Linked DNA regions of Mus musculus: region 1 is linked to region 2. Evidence: chromatin contacts called from public Hi-C data. All regions are on one chromosome and are shown on one strand. Each heading gives the region's core, a stretch centred on a gene start, on an enhancer-like site or on the middle of the called end of the contact. The rest is flanking DNA. Distances are from core to core; before and after follow the strand shown.

Region 1 (6,817 bases), core at 189-2,688, 72 kb after region 2:
AGCTTCTAAATTGAAAATGTGTCTTTTACATGAAAAAGCAGAAGTCATAGCTTAATGATGTAGTGTTTCTCTTCCTTCGGGAAGTGGGAAAATTGTGGGCCTACCCATTATTAAGTTAGGGGCTATCTTTACATAAAATATGTAGAGTGGGCATGGCACACTGTAAACGCTGTACAGTAATGCAAACTAAAGGCACAGAGAGAATCAAGAGTGATGGGGGCATTGAAGTGGGGGGAGGAGCTTGAAGAAAATCCTTGTCACATTGAAAGTCAGTTCTAAGAGCACCCCGTTCATTAAGCCTTTCTTCTTGGAACCAACCTGCCTTCTGTTTTTGCTCGTCCTCTTCCTGTTAAACTTCTGTCCACTGTCAGAAACCAAACCACTCATATTTGGGTCAGGAAGAGTTGTGTCCTAATTCCTAGGAGTTTTAATGCTAAAAGTGCAAGGGGGGGGGGTGCAAGCAGAAGCAATATGAATTCTGTGGAGTGAGTTATAATCTGGTTCTATTTCCTAAAGTAGGAAAAAAAGATGATTTAACACAAAAAGCATTGCACACTCAAAAGGTAGAAGCCATGTCGAGAATTCCTATGGAGTCAACAGTGATCTTCTCACTGGGTCTACAGCACTTGGTGACCCACTGTCCTCTGTATGAAGAAAAATCTGGTGTCACTTTCTTAATGCCAATAGAACCACTCGCACTTGGAGTTTCCTCTAGTTCCACCATTGCCCCCATCTCTTATAGCTGCTATACTCAAGGCAGAACGAGCCATTGGGAAGCAAGTTGGACAGAAGATATGCCACACAGCTGCCCTTCATGACTTGGCAGATGTGAGAAGATAAACGAGTTTATCTTCTAGTGTCTGCCTGGATCGCTCTCTAATTCTGTTGATAGGTACCTCTGCCTCATAGCTCTGTGCTGTTCAGAAACACTCTACTCCCTGCTCTTTACTGGAATCTTAAGCTTCCCTGTTAGATTTTAGTTGGCAGGATCTTCACCAAGTGGCTAACCGATAGCCAGGTCATAAGGATTCTTTGCTCACAAGTAGACTCGCCATCCTGGGAGTGGATTCGTTAGCATGACAGTGGGTTTGTTACGAACCAGGCTTAGTTCTCCTCCTCTCTTAGGTGTGTCCTCTCATGATGTATTGTATCCTGCAATGTTTTAAAAAGCAGAAGGACCTAGCTTGAAGGGACACTTCAGTCGTGTATGTCTCGGACTCCTGGAGCTCTGAGCCAAGTGCTGTTCTCTTTATGTTAAGTAACCAAGTCTCAAGTGCTCTCTTGCAGCAATGCCAAACAGATAAGCTGGGTTAAAGCTAACTGCTTTGTCATTTTCTCTTCACCTTAGACGGGAAAGTTAGGTCAAAGGTTTGGGTCCAGTGATGCAAGGCCAGTCTGTGACTGTTGACTTTATAACCCAAGCAGATGACTCAGAATTTGGAGTTTGGAGCTTGGAGTACTTCCAGTGGGTACGATTCCATGGTGTTCCTAAGTAACAGTCAGAGCAACCTGTGACTAAGAGAGTTACTATGCAGCACACTGTCAAGTAGTCCCATTAAATGGGGTAGAAGCCAGAATTCCATGATTAAGAAGGACTAATGGAGGCTGGCAGGATGGCCCAGTGGGTAAAGACACTTGATGTCAACACTAATGAGTTCACTTCTCAAAGACTCACAAGATGGGAGGAGAAAACTGACCTCTGAGTTCCACTTGCCCACTTCCTTACACACACCTTCAATGATTAAATAAACGTGCAGTAAAATGACTTCATTCCTGTGTCTATGGAATTCTAATGGGGAGATGATTGTTGCTTAAGAAAAAGAGGAGCGATCAGAGCAACAGTTAACAGGATATTGGTCTGAGAAAAAGGAGGCCATGGAAACATCATTTCTCACCATTTCACCTGTCTTAATTGCTCTCCTCTCCTGATCAGGATTACACCTACCATCCTTTGGCCTTAGTCAGCCCTGCATCACCTGTAAAACAATGCAAATTTAGTGTCTTCAGCTCTGGGGCACAGAAATCCAAAACAGGTCATAGCATGCTCAAATGAAGGTACTGGGGGTGCAGGAAGGTACTGTGTCTTTCTTCATGTTGGAAGAAATGCCTGTTTCTCATCTCTCCCAGCTTATAGAGGTTTAAGTATAGCTTGGACAATGGTATATATTTCCAAAACAATGTAGCCTCCAGATCTCTGACTGTGAGTCTGTAGTATTGCCTCTTACACTGGCTCTCGCCCTCCTTTTTCCTTCTGAAAAGAGCCCTGTGATTATCTTGAACTTACTTGGATAACCCAGAACACCTTACACTTTGCCATTAATAACACCCTCCAAAGTCCTTTTGCATTAAACATGCACAGGTTTCAGCATGAGGGCGTCCTCGGGGGCAGGGCTCCCACCATTTTGCTTACCGTAGTATTCCTGAAGGTTCACATAAACTACAACACCCCCAATCTGTATTTTCATCTGTGATATGATGATACTGGAGTCTCTCAAGGTATCTTCATGAAATTATGATGATGGAATGTATTCTTAATGTATGACCTGAGGTTTTAAGTGTTTGCAAAATGATACTTTAAGGAATTCGAGGGATGGAGATGGAGCTTGGCGGTAGAGTGCTCTCTGTCTTGAAAGAGCCTGGGCAAGGTCTTGAACTTCATACCCAGAACCTCATTTTCCACAAGACACCTTGAGGCTGAAGGCAACAGATGGATCACTCTTAGGTGAAACAGACAACACTGATTTATTTAGTCTACTTCTGACTTTTCTTCTCCCTCTGTGTGTGTGTAGAGAGGTGTGTGTCTGTTGCTTGTGTATGTGTACCTGTTCATGTGTGTGCACATGTGGTGTAGACATGTAGTGTCCAGGGATGAATACTGGATGTCTTTTTCCACAGTTCTCCATCTTGATTCTTTAGGACAGGGTCTGCCACTGTACCTGGAGCTCATCAATTTGGTGAAATGATCTGATCAGAAAGCTCCAGGAGTGTTCCTGTACCCTTGTCACAGTTAGGTTGATAAATGCAGCCATCTTGCCCCACATATTTTTACATGGGTCTTGGGGGTCTGAACTCAGGGCCTTATACTGAGGCAGAAAACACTTTACCAACTGACTATTTGGGACATTTCTTACCAAAGCACCAAGGAAGGAAGAAGATGAAGAGAGCCAAACAATATTAAAGGAGGAAAGTGCCCAACATCACACATACACATCACCCTTCAATTGTGATTTGATCCTCATGGACACTGAGCCCTGAGCGTACATCCTCGGTAGCCAGAGAGCTTGTCATGTTTGTGCCTGAAAGGATTGTGAAAAGTCCTGTTGGTGGACAGCTCAAGGGAACAGTTCTCCCGAGTGCCTGAAGCCATGCGTTCTATCTCGAGGGAGGTTTTCTTATCAGCAAGTCCATCCTGTTACCATCAGCTTGCTAGTGAGGACCTGGGTTAGATGCTTCCCTGCAAGTGCCATCAGCATGGGCCAAAAGACAGCTACAGATATGGATTTGCACAGCCACAAACAGGAAGTGCACACCAGCTGGATCAGGAAGGGGTCCAGAAGAAACTCCAGATTTCTGCCTCTTGAGTCTAGAAAAGGAATTTTCCACCGTTCAGAGAGAGTGGAGAAAATTCTGCTCCTCCTCTGCCACTACTAATTCTGGGTCAACTATTAGAGTTCATATTTTTAATTACCATTATTTATTATTATGCAGGGCATACACGTGGAGGCCAGGGGACAGCTTTGTGGCATTTGCCCACCTTTAAGTAGCTTCTAGGGATTGAACCCAGATCAATCAGGCTTGTGAAGCCTGTGTTTTTGGCCACAGAGTCATCTCTTGAGCCCCACCCTGGGACTATGGCAAAGGAATTAGTAAACTAATTCCTTTTAAGAATACATTGATGCTGGAAATCATGTCATCAGCCAGAAACAACACAATTGTATAAATGAATAAAGCCTCAAAGAACTTGACATAGAAAAAGCTCCAACGTCCGTTCAAGTCCTCAGACCTCCAGGAAGACAGCAAAAAAGAGCCCAGCAGAAATTATGCAGAGATAAAAAATATGGCTTGCCCCAAATGTGGTCCTCAGACATATTTTATTATTTCGAGAAACTTAGTGAACCCCAAACAGAATAAACAAGGAAAGAAATCCATGTCAAAAATACAAGATAATTAAATGAAATAAAAAACTAAAGACAAAGAATAGTCCTGACAGCGACCAGGGAAAAATGACATGCCTCATGAGAGCTCGGATGAGCAAGGATAGCTCACTGGGGCCACAGGAGCTGGGAGGGAGTGATATGCCAGTCCAAAATCCTCAAGGAATGGACAGTTAAGCCTGGACTCATAGCCAATGGAATGTATTCTACGCCCAGCACATATCTGCCCATCACGAATGAACTAACAGTTCTTCATGTAAGAAAACTGAATTTGATCTTTCAGAAGATCTGCTTTAACAACTGGGGTTCTATTTCACTGTTTGAATCGAGACTGTGGTATGCTTTTGTTTGTTTGTTTGTTTGTTTGTTTGCACAGTTGTGGTATCTTATTGACATCAACTGTGACTTTGGTCTTAAATACCGGTTCCCATCTGTGTTCCTCACTCCAATGCTAGAAAAAAATTTTTTTTTCCAAAGAAGAAATGTGTCATCAGAGGGGAGTCTGGTGCAATTAAGAATGGAAACAGCGAGCATTTGGTTCTTTAAGATATGAACACAGTTGAATTTAAAACTTACGGCAGTCCCTGTAAGTGTTCAGTGTTTGCAACATAAAGGCTGACTGCCATGGCGAGGCCGGAGCTAAGGGTCTGCCGCATGCCCAGCATGTCTTCTATGTTCCTCTTAGAGGGGTGATTGTAATTTCTAATTAGACTGAAAAAGTTGAGTGTATTTTAATCCCCGAAGAAATCATAAAAACGCTTTTATGGAGAGGTAATGGCCACTTGCTCCTTAGGCAAATTAAAAGGAAGTCCTGGTAAGTCTTCCAGAGAAGGCAAGGGAGGGGGAGCTAGGGGGAACAAGAGGCAATGAGGCAAGCACCAAGAACAGAGCAAGTAGAAAGCTATCCTATGGTGGTACAGTTAATAAAACTGATAATGATATTAAATCATAATGGCTTTTTAAAAAATCAGTTGAGGGGTTGGAGAGATGGCTCAGAGGTTACAAGCATTTACTGCTCTTACAGCAGATCTGAGGTCTGTCCCCAGTGTTCACCTGTCACTCCTGTTCCAGGTACTCTCACACCTTTTTCTGGCCTCCTCGGGTACTGCGTGCACAAGGGGCCACATGCATAGACATAGGCAAAAATATCCATAAACTTTAAATAAAAGTAAATCAATAGCGATAAATACTCTCACTAGAGCCGAAGAAAAATGGAAAAATAAACAGCTTAAACTCCACCTTATGGAAGTAGAGAAAGGAGGAAAACTGAGCCCAGAGCAAGTAGAAGGAAGATACAATGAATGAGAAAGAATATTCATAAGACAAAATGTTGGTTCTCCAGTAAACAACACTGAGTTCAGTAAGCCGGGAGAAGAGGAAGGGAAGGAGAGAGGGAGGGAGGGAGGGAGGGAGGGAGGGAGGGAGGGAGGGAGGGAGGGAGGGAGGGAGGGAGGGAGAAAGAGAGAGAGAGAAAGAGAGAGAAAACAGGATTCTAGAAAGAGAAGAGACATCATTAATATTTTAAAACTTGAAAAGATGCTAGCAAGATAAGGAAACACCCTAAGCAACTCTCCCACATAAATTTGACAGTTTTACATGAAACAGAGGTAAGTCCCTGAAAATTATAAAGAACCAAAAAATGAACAAACAAAACCCAACTTACCAGACAACAACAAACCAAAAGCCAAGTTATACAAGTGAACTGAGTAATCCTAAACTTATCAAAGAACTCTGAATTTTATTTTTAACATTTATTTATTTATTTATTCATTTATTTATTCATTTATTTATTTATTAATTTATTTGTGTGTGTGTGTGTATGTGTGTGTTCATGAACAGGTACACATAGGCTCCTGCTATAGCTTGCATGTGGAAGTCAGAGGACAATTTGCAAAAGTCAGTGCTCTTTCTACTGTGTGGGTCCTAGGGATTAGACTCAGGTAGTCAGACGTGGCACCAAGTGTGCTTTATTAGACTCTATTCAGAGGCTAGAGAGATGGCTAAGTGGTTAAAAGCACATGCCATTCTTACAGATGACCCGCTTTGGTTCCCAGCCCCACATGGAAGTTTACAAAGGTTGTAACTCTAGCTCCAGGGTATCTAATGCCATCCTCGAGCCTCTTTAGGCATCTGCACGGATGAATTGCACATATACTTTTACAGATACTACACACACATACAAACAAATAATCTTTAAAATATTTTAATGGTTATATGTATAATTTTATTTATCAAGATTATATAAAAGATTAAATTTGTCAAGGTAATCTATACACGTACATACACAGAGACACTCATATACACATACATACATACATACATACATACATACACACATAACCAGTCTCAAAGACAGACAGTGGGAGTCAAGACTAAGGACAAGCTGGGAGAAAGAAGGAGAAGAGGAGAAACTTTACTGATATTGCAATTTTCCTGAGCAAATTGGCCTTAGCCAGTTTGATGCATTTATGCATGTATGAAACTGAGAGAGAAGGGACAAGCATCATGGCTATTATTGCACATACGAGCCATCTCCTTTATTTCGAGCTGTGCAGATCATACAATGGACAGCCTTTCAAACAGCCCAAGCACCTTTGTAAGTGTTGACGTCAGTGGGACCATGATTGTGCATCTCAATGGCTTTCCAGCCACTACAGAGGCAA
Region 2 (7,842 bases), core at 3,388-5,887:
GAATAGGTAAGTTAAATCACTGGGATTTTATTTTTAATGGCTAGAAGAAAGTACACAGCCCTTCCCCTTCCCCTCCCCTCCCCTCCCCCTACTTTCCCCTTTCTCTCCCTTTTCCTTCCCTCTTCCCCCCTCTCCTTCCTTCCCTTCCCCCCTCTCATTTTATCTCCCCTCCCTTTTACTCCCCGCCCCTTCCCCTCTTCCCTTCCCTTTCCCCTTCCCTCTCCCAGTCTTCCTCTCTCTCTCTCTCTCTCTCTCTCTCTCTCTCTCTCTCTGTATGCATACAAACTTGTTCATGTGAACACATGAGGGAGCCAGAGTCTGACGCTGGGATGCCCTCCCTCCACACCTTCTCTGCCTCTCCTACCAAAACTGAAGTTTGCTGTTTCCACAAAACACTGTGTCCAACATGTAGATGGCACTTTAATTTCCTTTCTGTTCCTATGACAACACTGTGGCCAAAAGCAACTCAGGGGAGAGAAAGGGGCCGTTAGCCACAGGGTATCACTGGGCAGAAACCATGAAGGAATGCTGCTTCCTGGCCGGCTTTCAGGTCCATCTCTACCATAAGCTAGACTTCTAATACAGCTCAGAACCATCTGCACAGAGGATGGTGCCACCCACAGTGGACTGGACCCTCCTACATCAATTAACAACCAAGACAATCCCCCACAGGCCAGTATGATAAGGGATATCACTCAGTCGAGACTTCCTTCCCTGCTGGGACAAGTAACAGTTAAAGTTAGCTAGGACATATGGGCTCTGGGCACCCAAGCTCAGGTCCCCATAACTGAGCATTAGGCAGTTTACTTATGGAACCCAGAGTCCCATTCTTCATATTTAGGAGGAAAAACAACAGACACAAATGGCGATTGTTGAAATTTAATTCCACAAGAAAGTTAAATGGCGTGTCCAGATTATTGGTAATAATACATAAAAATGTTAATTAGTAAGGACAATTTTGATGACCTATAAGACCTTAGTCATTCACGGTGTCACTTCAGTACTTCAAGGCAAAAAGGATTTTCACAAAGAAATTAGTGTTTGGTAGGAGATTAGCATTCCTTGAATCTCTTTCCAGGCCTTCAATGATCCACACCGTTGCCATGACTAATACCCTGACTATCGTGACCCAGACCCAATTAGCTGGCAAAGCAAATGCTAAAGAGAGAGCCAACTAGGAGTTGGTGAGATCTCGTTTCAGAGTTGGTAACTTTGTGTCAAGAATCTCATTTCTGTCGGCAGGCTTATCTGTAACATGGTCAGGAGAGTCACACCCACAGTTCTACACAAGGTGTATAATTAGCCCTTAAAAGATGACATGGGTGAGCACATGGCATTGCAAAGGGGTCCGGCACACAGGGAAACCTCTTCCTGGAAGCCTCTTACTCCATTGCTCCATTGCTCCATTGCTGTTAGCTCTCAGAGCAGGAGAGCCGAATGCTGCAGGTACCTGCACAGGTGAGAAAACACCATCTCTGCTCTCGGTGATGTCAAAAGTTGTTCCTATTTACATCTTTCTACAATCTGTACCCATAGGGGAAAACTTGAGTATACATCGGGTTTGGGGGTGGAGCAAGATAGATAGAGATAAGGAAATATGGCTGAGGTCATTTTACAACTGATAAATTATGAAGAGCAGTTCCGCTGAATATAACTACTTTAAAATACATTTGTTTAATCTATTTATTAGAGACAATGTTTCGCCTAGCCGAGGCCCTGGGTTTACTATGTAATTGAGGCTGCCCTTGAGTGGGCCTGTGCAGCTGTGTGTATGAGCACAGATCCTGCCCTTTTGCTGCTCCCTGTCAAGTGCTGGGACTGCAGATGTGCACCTCTGTACCAAATATTAGGAGGTGCTGAGGATAAAGCCCATGCCAGGTGGACACTCTCCTCCACAAGCCCCATCCCCTGCCCCTACATTTCTTTCTTTCTTTAATTGTTTGGAGACAGGGTCTCACACTGTACTCTAAGCTGAACTGGGACTCACTTACATGGCCCACACTGGCCTCAAAGTTCTATCTATCCCCCTGCCTCAGCCTCAAAGCATAAGGCACCAAGCTCAATTGCTTTAGGAAGCAGCTTGTTGACTTTATCTTAAAGAGTTGAGCTACGACACCCTGCTTTTCTTGCCCTCTGTAAATCCTCTTCCTGGCATAAAGTAAATGTGAAAATGTAAACAGAAAATTTGGTTCTTCTAAAGGAGACCCATGCTACCTTCTTCCTTTTGGGGGCGGGGTGGGTTTGGGGTTTTGGCTTTTCAAGTATGGGGCAGAGTTCTTTATGTAGCCCTGGCTGTCCTAGACTCGATCTGTAGACCAGGCTGGCTTCAAACTCACAGAGATCCACCTGCCTCTTCCTCCTGAGTGCTGAGGTTGAAGATATGTGCCACCCCACCTTCCTTTTGCTTTTAAGTAAAGGATTCTGGGAACAGTTGTGGTGACAGACACATATCAAGAGGGAGTTATTTTGCTCTAACTGTATATTATAGAAAGTTAACAGGTTGCCATATTACCCAAGGATAACTCGTAAATCATTTTCTTCTAAATTTGCATACTTATGTGCCAATGTATATGTGCTAATATGCATGTATTTATGTTTGATGTATGGATTGGTGTAGATTGGTGTTAGTATGGTACATATGTTAGCATATATGTTAGTGTATGTGTGTACTAGTATGTATGTTTCTTGGTGTGTGGTTAGTACACAGTAGTATATTGGTATCCAAGTATTTGTTATTGTGTCTGTTAGTATATTTTTGCCTTTGTGCTACTGTGTGTCTGTGCATGTATGGGTGTGTTGTGCATGTTAATATGCATATGTATTAATAAGTGATTAGTATGCATGTTAGTGTTATATGTGTGGGCATGTTAGTGTTATTATGTATATTAGCATGTTTTTAATTAATGAGTGTATTTGTGTGTATGTTAGTGTGTGAACAGGTGTTGTATGTTAGCATGTGTTAGTATGGGTGTGTTCTTTGAATTTTAGTATGTGTGTTCCTTCTTGTTAGTATGTTCCTATGTGTGTTCATGTGTATGTGTTAGTATGGGCTTGTTCGATGTTAGTATGTGGTTAGATTACGACGTGTGCATTTGTGGGTATTTGTAGGCTAGCATTCATCATGTGTGTTTGTTAGTATGTACATGTAGCAGCGTGTTCTGTGCACAGCTTGTGGGATTAGGAGCCATAGAAAGCTTATATAGCACTTGACTTTGCTTACTTTGGAAATGCCCTCAATGCAGAGCCGTGGTAAGTCTCCTTTTCACCACTAGAGGGCGTGGGCCGACAATGAATCGGCTCAAGCAATTTCATCTCTCCTGGCTACTTCCATTGATGCACTTTGAATGAGCTTGAACAGCCATGTTCCCGCTTCTTACAGCTCATGCCATTTACTTAATGCTTTTATTATTTTTGCCATTGATAAGTTCATCTACTGTCCTGAAACCTGAGTATGTTTTATCCAACTCAATATAGATATTACAGTGGATCGAAAACGGTGTCTCATTTTGAATTTTGACCCTTCAGAACTCTGTCCTGTGTTGTTAGAAAAGTGCTCTCTGTCTCTCTGTCTCTGTCTCCCTTTTGTGTCCCCCACCAAAAGGAATTCTTGTAACTAAACTCATTGACTGATCTAGAGGACAGTGGAATCCAGATGGGGACCTGAAGAGACCTGGCTCCGTCGCACAGAATGCACATCCACCAGAGGTGACCTTCAGCTACCTTCAGTGATGGTGATGATCTCCACGGACATGTTCTCAGAGGGCAGACATCTTCCTTTTCGTGTGTCTACCTGTCAGTTAAGCGTCTCGCACAGACTGTATACACGACTCATAAATACGAGGGAGGAGAGAGGAAGCAGGAAGCAGGAAGCAGGAAGTCGGAAGTCGGAAGTCGGGAAGTACACCCAGCTTCTCCACAGTTAGGATGCAGAGAATTGTGGATCCCTTGGGATAGAAACGTTGCTTTACTCATGGATACTAGGGATTCTAAGCGTGGACTGAAGCTTGCACAAGGATAAGACCTCTGCTAAAACCAGGTTCCCAGTCCCTGCTCCAAGACGATGAGTCTGAACCTTTTCAAGTGCCCAGGAATCCACAGTTCTATATACTTCTGAACTTCTGCCTTGTACCTTGCAAAGCCTACATTTCATATATGTTAGGTGGAAAATAATATCCGTGATTCAGTCTCTGACATCATGCCTTTTTACGCAAACACATTTCTTTGAGGAAACAAGCTGTTTCACTTTAATAAAAAGAAAAAATAATCTTAAGTAGGGAAAATATTTTCTTGGATAATAAAGAAGACAAACCTTTTAAAAACTGACTGGTATCAAGTAACTAAACAGAAACCAAGACTAATGTTTATCCTAAAAGGTTTGGGTACTTAGACACAAAGGCAAATCAGTTCGGGTTCCAACCCTTGGAGTATCTCTGGCTACTTTTCTCTGATGCTCTCTGTGTATGCCCCTTCCCAAGACCTTGGCATCATGGATTGTTTTACAAGTTAATAAAGATTTAGCTGGCTTTCTACACTTGCATGTCCCTTGTCTTCTCTGGGCACAGATTGCTCCCAGAGTCTCTTCTTGGCAGGAACCTGGCTCCTTTGACACAAAGGCAAGGCTGAGTCGTCTCATACTGGCAGCAGCCCCAATTCCATGAAGAAATGTGCTCGCCTTTTTTGCAGAGATCAGCTAGGCTGTGTCCGACCCTCTGTGGCAAAGGCAGACTGACTCTGTACTGGGACACAGATGGATTCTCTGTGTAGGAAGGAGGAAAACGCTGGCTACAGTAACTAGAGTTGGACGAACATCTTACCAGCATGCTATACCTAGGAAGTGATCTGTTTGGCTGCAAGAAGCTCAAGAATTTGCACAACACCATTGAATAGTCTGACCTCATCATAGCAAACACAGCAAATCAGACTTATCTCTGTTTTCCCAACAAGCAAGCCAGTTGCTCCCTCGGCACCCAACACGTCATACCCCTCACAACTTGTGCACACCGGCTCAAAGCTCTGCCCCAGAGAGAATTCCTCCATCTCCTTGACACCTGGGATAGCTAATCTCTATTGTCAATGGGATGACATCTCGAAGCACCTGGCAGACAAAACCTTAGACACATCTGTGAGGGATTTTCTATATCAGGTTAACTGGGGTGGAAGGATCCGCCCACCGTGGGTGGCATCATTCCATAGGTCTGCGTCCTGGATTACATACAAAGGAGAAAGCCAGCATTCATCACTCTCTTCCTTATGACTGTGGATGCCTCCGGCTTCTGCCACATACCTTTTCCATCCGGATGAACTACATCTTGGAACTATGCGCCAAAATAAACCCTCCCTTCCTTAAGTTGCTTTACTCGGGATGTTCTGTCCCAGCAATGGGAAAAGTAACAAAGACACCACCCATAGGGAAAATTGTTCTTGTTGTAATCATTGAGCTGTGCTCATTGCTCTGCTTACTCTGTCTTATACCATCATGACGACAACTCCAATAAGAAGGTACTGCTACTAATACTGCTTCGTTTCATTCCATATCCATTGTGATTTCTTTGCTCCCACATTGTCCAAGTTCTCTGACTTTGTGTGTTTGTTGTTATCTAAATCACACACACACATACACACACACACACACACACACACACACACACACACACACATACACACACACACACATATACTTTAAGTAGCCAAACCAGTAGAGAAGTTGGTCAAGTGCCCTCTGTACTCTCTTCCCATTGTACAGATGAGAAAACAAAGATGTTAGAGGTCCTATAGAGTCTAGTCTTGTCCATAGCACAAAGTCTTGCCACTTCTTAGAGCCTCTTCTTAGAGTTTCTGAGCCAGGCACAATAGCTTGGGGTTTGTAAGTTTTAAAAGCAGTTCCTTTCTAAGCTTGGTCAGCCATAGTTAAGAATCACCCATTCTCCATCTTGCTGGAAGCCCACCTGCTTCCTCTGTCTTCTCTTATTATATGCCCATGTCTGGTGTCAGCCAGAGGCTAAGTGTACTTTGTGTGTCCTGCAAATTGCTTGCAAATAGAACGGGAGAAAGTTTAAAGGTTTGATGACTAGGTCACAAGGAAATGGATTATTATCCACTTAGTTTAAAGACACATGGCAGCCAGCCTTCCAGGTGAGGGGAGAAGCAGATCAGTCTAAGACTGAGCTAGGCTTTGCTTCAGCATCACCATGGAGCCCAGTGGGCTCGTCCAGATGACAGAGTGCTCCCTCACCCCCATATTTCTCTTGCCTTCCCGGGCTGGATAGACATACTTAGTAAATAGGATTCTCAGACGCATGGGGGCAAGCCTTACACTGCTATGAGAACACAGAACCAAGCCCCAGGGACACTCTAGCCTTGGAGTGGCAGAGCCTTATATGGAAGTGGTGTGTGCTTTTTGCTTTACTGGGTATCTTTAAATAGCAAGGAACAGCATCTCAAAGCCTTCCAAAGAGCTACTTAACGTTATTTTTCTCCATGACAACAGCTTGCCAATAAGGATAGAATTTAAAGAGCTAGGACCCCAAGCAGGAAGAGAAACTGGAAAATTTTCCCTGCTAAAATGAAGGCTCGAAGATTAACCCAAGCTGGCGTGTAAACTCCATACATTGACTCATAGCTATAGACCAGATGAAATGAGCAATAGGACTGCGCTCTTTAATTAACTGTGGAATCCAGGGGATGTTTAAAGGTGTTCGCATGGCGGTGGATGGTGTGATCACAGGCATACCTTAACATTGCCAGGACTGAAAAGACGGATCTGTTTTCTTACCTACTACCTATAGAAGCTTGAAGCAATTGATTTTGTTTTGCTGCTTAAAAATTCAACATCTAAGTAATCCCATTGGCGCTTTCCTTAGGTACAATCTTCCAGAAATACCTTTTGCCTCACGAAAGCTGGCTCCCAGCTCCTCAGCTCCTAACTTCCTCTTTCCCCCAACCATCTCCCCCTCAACCAAGACTAGTGTCTATCTGAGTAACACCAGATCTAGAACAGCACCTCACCCCATCTCACCCCACATACATAGAGCAGATTCAATGTTGTCTGCTACACAGAAGTAACTTCCCTTTTGTGATCAAGAGAATTCCAACTTCTGGCTTCTTGGACATGCTATTAAGGGCTGGTACCCTGAAAATGGTCAGCATTACCCCATTACTAATTGTTAGACAAATGTCTTGGGTGTCCCAGTAGCAAGCATTGAGCCCGGCCATGGGGCAACAGAGGGATTAATGCTCGTTTTCGCTGTCTGGGACAAGTAGTTTTTCTCTGATGACTGGTTTCAGTCCTGTCCTTTGAAACCACAGAATTAGTAAAGGCATTCCGCAGAGAGCAGAGAAAAGCTGCCAGACCCCTTCATGAGTACAGCGCCCTTCAGATTGCTTCTTCTCTTGGATATACTGCAACTGGACATCAAGCCTTTCCAGGGAGACTGTCCCAGATGCCGCCTATCTCCTAGGCTCCTGTCCCTCAGTCTTAGAGACCCAGATTTGATTCTTTTTGCAAGGAGTTACCTTGCTGGATAAGGTTTCAAGTCCAGAGGTGCAGGTTTGCATTGGTATGTGACCCTTGAGGAAAAGGTTCAAAACATTAAACTACAGCCTGGGGAGTTGTCCACCCCCGCCCCTCCCGCTCTTTAACCAGAAAATAAATATCACTGTCATTTTGAAAACCGAAATGGTAGCTTTTAAGCAACTCGCAAATAATAGAGTTGAACATTTCAAGAGGAAAATGGGCAGGATTTCTGCAGTCGGAGCCCCGTGCTGACCTCTTAGCTAGTAAGTTGAGCACACAGCAATCACAAGGTAAGTGCCTTTTACTCTCTCTCTCTCTCTCTCTCTCTC

The links. A called contact is a pair of places that touch in the nucleus more often than the background predicts.
Region 1: a contact with region 2 is called in a Hi-C map of 3T3-L1-derived adipocytes, with 6 times the contacts expected there. The contact joins the promoter of 4930543I11Rik here to the enhancer-like site in region 2. A contact is called at or near these places in 1 of 15 datasets of contacts at CTCF or cohesin (the NIH/3T3 cell line), 15 of 484 Hi-C or Micro-C datasets (3T3-L1-derived adipocytes, B cells, the C2C12 cell line and 10 more) and 1 of 115 datasets of contacts at active chromatin or transcription factors (heart atrium).

What each region holds. Positions count from the first base shown.
Region 1 is chr10:67,780,364-67,787,180 of GRCm38.p6, reverse strand. 4930543I11Rik (a long non-coding RNA gene) reads right to left here and starts at 1,438. Exons shown (of 3, transcript XR_380531.4): 1 at 319-1,438.
Region 2 is chr10:67,854,501-67,862,342 of GRCm38.p6, reverse strand. No RefSeq gene overlaps it. Among named protein-coding and RNA genes, the nearest start is that of Zfp365, 54 kb to the left of the region's middle. Within about 2 kb of position 4,637, at least 20 of the 459 cell types and tissues checked have an H3K27ac peak or open chromatin away from gene starts, as enhancers often do. A contact at or near this core is called in 3T3-L1-derived adipocytes and brown adipocytes, where this site is marked.